2 separate regions of the Gossypium arboreum genome follow, and region 1 is linked to region 2. The links are chromatin contacts, called in public Hi-C maps. All regions are on one chromosome and are shown on one strand. The core of a region is the stretch at or near the end of the contact, and the rest is flanking DNA. Distances in the headings are between cores, read along the strand shown.

Evidence for each region. Hi-C and Micro-C count contacts between places; a contact is called where the count stands out from the background.
Region 1: a contact with region 2 is called in a Hi-C map of leaf, with 1.7 times the contacts expected there. The contact joins two enhancer-like sites.

What each region holds. Positions count from the first base shown.
Region 1 is chr7:11,581,091-11,585,724 of ASM2569848v2, reverse strand. No RefSeq gene overlaps it. Among protein-coding and RNA genes, the nearest start is that of LOC128295473, 26 kb to the right of the region's middle. Within about 2 kb of position 2,189, at least 1 of the 2 cell types and tissues checked has an H3K27ac peak or open chromatin away from gene starts, as enhancers often do. A contact at or near this core is called in leaf, where this site is marked.
Region 2 is chr7:11,459,583-11,463,851 of ASM2569848v2, reverse strand. It overlaps the pseudogene LOC128295763. Among protein-coding and RNA genes, the nearest start is that of LOC128295390, 12 kb to the left of the region's middle. Within about 2 kb of position 1,526, at least 1 of the 2 cell types and tissues checked has an H3K27ac peak or open chromatin away from gene starts, as enhancers often do. A contact at or near this core is called in leaf, where this site is marked.

The DNA of each region.
Region 1 (4,634 bases), core at 940-3,439, 120 kb before region 2:
ATTTCAGATATCATTGCAACGAACTTTTCGTTATTATCAGCCTTAGAAGATGATTTCTTCTTTAAAAATCGACATTCATTCTTGAAATTTCCTGGCTTACCACAATGATAGCATGAGCCCTTTTGTTTCTTTTTGAACTTAGGTGCTCTATCAGTCTGTTTGAACTTTCTCTTGAATGGTTTAGTAGTCTGTACTTCCTCCGTAACATGCACTTTGGCGTTTTCAGAATTTAGATTCTGATCTTGCTTTCGATATTCTTCTTTAATACGAAGATGATTTGCCAAAGCCTCAAGAGATATTTCCTCTTTATTATATTTTAGACTTCTTTTAAAGTCTTTCCAAGATGGAGGAAGTTTGTCTATTGTAGAAGATACAACAATCATTTCATCTATTTTCATATCATATTGCTTGAATTGATTCAGCATCTTTTCAATATCACCGAATTGTTCCATAACAGAATGACCATAAACCATTTGATAATTATTGAAACAACTGACAAGAAATTTCTTACTTGCAACATCCTCGATCATGTATCTTGTTTCTAATTTGTCCCATAATTCTTTAGCGGTGACCTCGTTTTGGTAGGTGTCGGACAAACCATCAGATAAACCATTCAATATGTGGCCCATGCACATGTAATCAGTATTGTCCCATTTTTGTCTTTCTCGGGTTGCAGCAACAGATTCTTTTTCAGTCTCGTCAGGTCTTGGAGTATCCAAAACATAAGCAATATTCAAAGTTGATAATAGGAAGTGCATCTTTTTCTACCATCATCTAAAATTGCCACCATCAAACCGATCAAGTCTGACAAAATTGGAAGCCAACTCCCTTAGTGTTCCACTTTCATAAGTTGTGGTAGACATCATGAATTATAACCTTAAAATTGTTAGTACAAAACTTCGGTGAGGAAAATCTCGAACAGACGAACAGAACTCGAATAAAAGAAGAAATAGGACAAGGCTCCAATGCGTGTATTAAGCCACTATCTTTAAGGTTATATTCGCCCCCACCTATCTTCGGTGTGCAAACGAGTTCCAAGCAAATTAACCTCGAGGATACAATGAAGCCAATGACTATTTGCGTTTTGCACTGACGAGAATAGTCCACTACACACTGAGCAATATATGACAAGTAACTCAATTTCTATACAGAATTTTTGCAGTAATACTTTATAGAATAATCTAATAATATTAGAAAACGAAGGAAGGAAAGAAAGAATCTTAGAGTTTGATGGTATGATTTCCAAATGAAATCTCATTCCTATTTATAGGAATTTTCATGTCTCTTCATAGAGACATCTTTCATCAATAGGTGTCTTTCGAATAATAATGTATTTAAAATTATTCATTTAATTATAATTATTCAAATAAAATTATTTAAATAGTTATAATTCTTTTTCAAAAATCAAATAATATAATCTTTTGATTAATTACACCTATTCATTTATAGTTATTGGAACACTATAAATATTTGAAAATGTTCCAACAAGTTGATTCGAATAACTTGATTAACTTAAATAATTCGAACTATTTAATTTAAAATTTAAAATTTTTATCAAATTTTTCGAATCAAATCAAATTTTGCTCACCTTTATTTGAACGCACTTGAACCTACGCCCTCTTGTATTAACAATAAGCTAATACTCAATTTGCAAGATATCCACAAATCTAAAATAATGTACGAATATTAATTATAGAAAAACATAATAAAAGATGAATACAAATACCTTAGGTGTTTGAATGAATTGTGAGGAGTGAAATCTCATTTCCCAATATAAGATAGGAGACAAACAGTATGACCTTATATTTAACAGAGCAATTTATATATAGATGCATACAAATTGTTGATGACAAAAAAGGGTTCATGTTGCCTGTCTTTAGCTATTTGAGACACTTTGCCTGCTCTGCTAATTTCTGGGCTGTTTTGCAGATTGAAAACGAAAGATTTCCCCATCTCACAATTTCCATCAACCAATTGAAGATTTTTAGGAAGGTAAATTCAAGGATTATGTAATTTTTATTTTAAAAATAGTAATAGTGAAATAAAAAGAACGTGAAGTGAAGGGGCATTTGCAGAAAGTAATAAATGAGTGAGGTGAGAAGGCAATGGAAGGTAATGATGACTATTCATAAATAGGTTCAGATGGGGTTGGTAGGTGGCTTTTCTCCTTTCTCTCTGTGTCTCAGCTCAATCAAATGCATGCAAAACCATTACAACCACGACGTGCTTATTTCAGAAACTCAAGGCATTCCTCACACCATTCAATGCGCCTTTGTGTATTTGGATATCACATTTATTATTCATGGTAAAAATAAATATTATTTTTTAAATATTTAAATTTGTTATTTGAGGTTTTATTTAGACATCCAAATCATTATTTACTGATAAAAATAATTTTTAAGTCCTGATCTGATTTGGATTTGAATAAAGACTTAGTAGTTCTAATCATGACATTCCTGCTGGACCATGGCATTAGTTGTAGTGCATGTATGGAGGCCGAATTATATTTTTTGACTAAAGATTTAGATATCCCTGCTCTGCACTGCACTGCGATGCACTGTACTGCACTGCCAATGCCATGGGTGGCCCCTTAAATGTAATTAGAGAAGGCATGTGGCACGTAGTATAAATAATAAATAAGAGGGGGGGACCATTTGAGATTGACCTAACAATGCAAAAACCTCTCCGTTCTGAGACTGCCGCAGTTAATACATACATACATACTATAAGACATGGGAATTAGGGAATTACAGTAGCTTTTGCTATTGCTTTTTTCTTTATATGAGTTTGGGAAGTGCAAAGAGAGGGACAAAACGGATGGTCAAACTATGTGGTACATTGCTGCTACTCTCCCATTTGGCATTTGTATCTAACCCTCTTAGGCCTAGGGTCTTGTTTTTTTGTTATTTCCTTTTCTTTTCTGCCCTATTGGAGAAAAATATTTTATAGTGTTTGGTAGGTACGTAAACCTATCTATGGGTTTTGAGAAAATAAAACCCTATCTATGGGTTAGATAAAATTCCTTGTTCTAACGTTAATCTTTTATAATTAAAATTAAAACCGTTAAATTAATTTTTATATATTAGATTAAATAATAAATTAAATATTTTAATTAAAATTTTTATTTATTTTAAAATTCAATATGATTGGTAGAATAATTAAATAGTAATATGTAACATGTTATGTACACTTTATGATTTTAACATAGAAATGGATGTAATTTTTAACAAAATGATCAATTTATTTTTTTAATGTATAAAAATAATTTTTAATTTCATGAGTACAGAAAATAAAATACAATCTAACTTGTAATATTAATATCCTATATTATTTCTATGAAAAGTGATAATTTAAAGTCCCAAACTCACTTTTATTTATTGCTAAAAAATTAAATGAATTTGGATGCACTATCAAATTTCAATTTAAGATTTTTCTAGCTTTTCCTTTTCATAAGAAGATCAAAGGGTATCTCAAGATTTACTTAGATTTTAATTCTCTATTTTAGCAATATATTTGCTCACTTTGTCTTGATACATGGCTTTATAAAAAAATCTCATGATATTAAACCTAGATGGAAAAATACCCAAGCTTCTAAGGAAGTAGGAATAGGAGATTAAGTATAAAATATTTCTATTTTCTACTACCATTTCTCATTAAACGATATTTGTCAAAAACTTGTAACGATAATATTTTAATTTAATATAAGTTTGAAAATTGAAAAGTTGCAAAACATTTATTTTTTTAAAGTAAAAAAACATTCTTTAATTTCAAAGAAATTAAGAAGAGAGAAAAGGAAGCATTTACTAACAAAACAAGCACAGAAAACGACACATCAACCAAATCCCTTCGTATTACTTTGATAAACTTATGGCACACAAGACTGAGACTGTATATAAATAGATAAGTTTAAGGAGCTTTTTCTCATCTTTCATGGCTCTGTTTCCACTTCCTCCATAGCCATTTTCTACTGACCAGTCCAAAAAGTCTTAACCCTTCTTCATTGGCTTTCCGAGCCATAAGCTCCTATCAATGGCTCAACGACGCCCATTGCCACCCTTGATCATGGACCTGACCATCGCAGTTCGTCCGCCAGGTCATCAACATCCTAGCTCAAGAAAAGTAGATTTCATGTTATGAAGTCCATGGCAATATCTCTCCTGAGCTTATTCTTCTTATATCTTTTCTTCTATTCTCGAAACTCTTTGATGATTATTCGAGTTTTCTTGACCTTGCAAGTCCGTAAGCAAGATAAAATTGTTCTTGATCACTTTAAGAATTTTCAAGAGACTCTGAGCATAAAATTTTCATCAAAGGTTCGAGAAAGTTCTTATCTATCTTCTATCCCTCCTGAGCTGTCTCTTCTCTTCGTCTCATTTCTCTTTATCCTAGCTAGGGTTATCTTTTATCACCTGTTTAAGTTTTTAGCTTAAAAGTATTTCTAAATGCAATTGGATTATCCGAATAAAATTTATGGGCTTACACCGGTATGTACGTGGTTGTTGAAAGAAATATGTATTTACCAATTTTAGTTTTCTTTACAATTTTTTTTTTGTAGTTTTTTTAATATTCTATGTATTTACTAAAGAAAAAGAAAAAAGAAAACATCCTACGAAGCAATATCAAAGAAGAAAATG
Region 2 (4,269 bases), core at 277-2,776:
CACGATCCACCGAGATTGACCCTTTGTCACTTCGATTCGTCCCTCCCCCATCTCCCTTCCGATCCACCCTTGTTCTTTTGCATGTCCCGACCTTGGGGTCCCCAAGTGGGGGACTTAGTGTAAGGAGTTAGTTAAACACTTGGCCGTGCCGCCCCCCGGGAAACATGGCACAACGGGGGCCGTGGTGGTGAGAGTGCGAGCTCCCAACTGTTGGCGGCCCGGGCACGTGTTCAATTATCTACCGTGCCATCATGCCATATTTCATTCGGCTTCTTGTATTTATTTTGGGCCAACAGAAAAAATTTTCAATTAAAAATACTAAGTGTAAGTGGCGTAAAAAAAAACTTGCCCCCATTTCAGGCATGTACGGGAGCCTCGGGCAACATCCGCAACGTAGGCCATCCCGTGGTGAGGGTCATCGGGCAAACATCGGCACCTTGGTGCCTCGGATCTGCGGGAGCGTTGGGCTGAAAAAAGTGTCCCTGTTTCAGACATCTGAAACCTGTCCCTGTTTCAGACACATGAATGTCGACTGGTAGCACATTGACCAAGTTTTTTTAGCTCTTTAGGGGGGAGGTGATATTGAGCAGCCAGGGGTTATCCAGGGCACTGCCCATGCCCATCGCATGCCCGGACGTCGGTGCCCCCCCACCACCGGTTAGGTTCCCGGCGGTGCTCCGACGATCCATCCCGGCGATGATCCGGCGAGCCATCCCGGGATACACAAACGGCGCAACGAGTCCCTCCCCAATCCTAAAAGGTAGAATTCGGATACCGTTACATGTTCGGTACCCAATAATGAATGAATCGTCCCAAAGGTAGGATTCGGATACAGTTGCATGTCCGGTACCCAACAATGAATGAATCGTCCCTATCCCTCCCCTTTTGCAACAAGAGCCCCCAACACCTTTGGCCCCGCGGTAGCCTCGTACACTATCGGCAGCGTGTGCCATCCAGTGGTCTTGAGGCCATCCGCACCACCGCCCTTTTGATGTGTCGAGCATCGGGTAGCATCGGCACCTTGGTGCATCGGATATGCGGGAGGGTCGAGCACCAAAGCTAATTTTGGGCCCCCGTTGGTGCAGAAGCGTCGGCACCATAAAGTGTCCCTGTTTCAGACACATGAATGTCGCCTGGTAGCAAGATTTGGGCGATTTCTTTTTTTTTTTTTTTTTTAGTTCGTGGGTCTGCCTGTATTCTTTTGAATATTGTGGCAGTATGGAGGGTTAGGGGGGTGCTGAGTTGTGTGGCGTGGCCTTATATTGTTGGTCTTTGTTTTGATTTTTGTTACTGTTCGGTGATTTTGTTTTTGATGCGGAAGGATCTGATTTTGATTAACGCTGGACAAGACGTTTCTTGCAGTGCGATTTGATCGATTATTCACGGTGATTTTTTTCCTTTTTTTTACTATTTTTTTCAGTTCTTGGTATGTTGGGTACGCTTTTCAATGTTTACGTGCGAAGTGCATGCTGTATTTGGGATAAATCGCTAAAAGTTTTGAGGCGGGCCCCACGGTGGCTGTGAAAAGTGGCAGTGCCGCTGACTTTTCTACGTTTCTTGGTTCATTGTTTCTGCATGGATTAAGGGTTTCTTTCAAACCCTTTTGTCTTTTTGTTTTGCTCTGCATGCATGTACGATTTTCTTGGCACGTTATTTGTTCAATTTTATTTTCGACGCTTCTGTGTGCTTCGTCTTTCTCATCTCCAAAGTAGTTTCCTGTGGGTTGCTTGATGGGAATTATTTTCTTTCACCTGGGCTGATTCTTGTGGAGTAGATGCAGTCTATTTGCATCTTTTTAATCTTTTGCTTTATCTGGTTTCGTGTGGTTGCCTCTGCTTTTGTTTTTTTTTCTCTTTCGCAAGTTTTAAAGCTTCTCTTTTCGTCTTTGTTAGATTAGTTTGCTGCGTTTCTTGTATCTCGTTTTCTTTTTGTCTTATTGTGGTCTGCTAGGTTCTGCTGTCTCGAGGGTTTTTGGTCTCGGGGTCTGTTTTCTCTTCTTTCTGGCCTTTAGTGGTTGCGTTTTCTTCTCGGTTGTCTTATGGAGGAAAGGCCAGATAGTGATACGACAATATCAACGGATGAGATAAATGTGCTCCTGGGAAAGTTGAAGTTCTCTGAAGAAGAATCGGTTCAAATTATGAGAACAAATGATGGAAAAAACGTCAAAGGTTTCGAGTCATGGGCTGTGGGCAAGATTATGGCGACAGAGCATCCGAACAGAGAAGCGATGTATAGGGTGTTTAAGTCTCTTTGGTATACAAAAGAAGAGGTGGACTTTGTTGCATTACAAGAAGGGGCTGTCATAGTCAAGTTCGGATGCTTGGAGGATCGAAGCCGAATTCTCAATCTTATGCCTTGGTTATTCGACAAATGCTTATTCTCAATGGTACCATTTGTGAAGGGAAAGAACATAGCTTCTTATGAGTTTGGGTTGTCGCCTTTTTGGTTAAGAGTCTACAATATCCCTATTGAACTCATGGATCGCCAACTGGCAGTGGAAGTGGGGAACGCCATAGGTGAGCTGGTGGCGATAGATTGGAAGGACAGAAATGGTGCGTGGACAGAATTCATGAGACTAAAAGTCAAAATCAATATTTCAAAACCATTGAGGAGGATTGTGAAGTTAGCGAGCAGATATGGTGGGGAAACGATAGGGGTTATAAAGTATGAGAGGCTCCCCGACTTTTGTTACGTGTGTGGGTTGATAGGACACACTTCTAAAAATTGTAAAGACAATAGGGAGGGTGCTGGGATAAATGACTTAAATGCCCAGTATGGAAGTTGGATGAGGGCCCCTTTTGTGAACCCGAACCAGGAGAGGAACATGAGGAGAAATGGGGTGGAAATAGTTAAGATAACAATCACTGCGAACGAGGACAAGGAGGAAAGTCAAACAAATTCAAGGGATGAAAGTGGGCAGTCTGCCCAGAAAGGAAATGAGAAGGGGGGTGAAGAAGGCTTGATATCGACTTCACCTGTGGAAAAAAGAAGTCATAAGCTTATACGTGACTGCATGGGACGGTTTAAGCATAAGAGGAAGCGCATGAGGGGGCCAAACGGAAACAACAGTGAAGAGAGTCCATGCAAAGTTGTTAGGAGGAGATTAATGGAGAGTGTATCACCTTTTAAGGCGGTGGCTGGTGATCAGCCACGCCAGGAACCATGAGGATAATATGTTGGAACTGTCGTGGGGTTGGAAACCCTGCGACAGTTCATGATATGAAGCAACTTCTCGTTGCAAATGATCCGGATATTATTTTCCTTTGTGAGACTAAAAGCAATGCTAACAAATTTGATTTTGTTCGTAGGAAATGTAGAATGGAGGGATGCTTGGCTGTGAACGCGGAAGGCAGAAGTGGGGGGCTGGTTATGATGTGGAAAGATAGCAAACAGGTCAAAATTCAAACCTACTCCAGCAACCATATTGACTCGTTGATCCATGTTGAGAATGATAGCCCCATTCGATTCACGGGTTTTTATGGTAATGCTGACCCTAATAAAAGACAGAGCTCTTGGAATATGCTTAGAAGGGTTGGTCAGACGGTGAATGAAAAGTGGATCATTGGGGGTGACTTCAATGCTTTACTTGATGAGGCGGAAAAAGAAGGGGGTAGGAGAAAGGCAACTGTTCTTATAGAGGACTTTCGCTCTATTGTTGATGAGCTGTCGATGGTGGATTTGAAGACCGACAATGGGTGGTTCACCTGGGTCAACAACAGGGAGGGCATAGCCAGGGTTAAAGAAAGGCTTGACCGATTCCTTATGTCCGCCAATGCTGTGAACAACTTCCTTTTCCTGGAAACCAGGGTGATTCGGCAGTCCAGCTCTGACCATGATGCTATCAGTTTAGACACGAAAGGTAGGAGGCCGAGAGATGGTCTTAGGGATCCTAGACTATCTTTTAAGATGACGTCTGCTGGGCTAGAAATGAGGAAGCTAAAATGATTATCAAGGAAGCTTGGCAGCGTGGTTCCCAGGATACTTTGGAGAAGATTTCGATTGTGGGCAACGAGCTTGGAAGGTGGCAGTATAAGAAGCTTAAGCAAATGCGGAATCAAATTGGGTCGCTGCAGGCGAAGATAAATAGTACTATTGATGGCCAGGGGAGCAACCATGAGGGTAATAAACTCAAAGCTATGCGTTTAAAGCTTGGCAATTTACTGGATATTGAGGAGAAATTCTGGGCTCAAAGGTCGAGGGTTATGTGGCTAAAGGAGGGGGACCGAAACGCTCGGTTTTTTCACGTCAGAGCTACTAACAGGAGGAAAA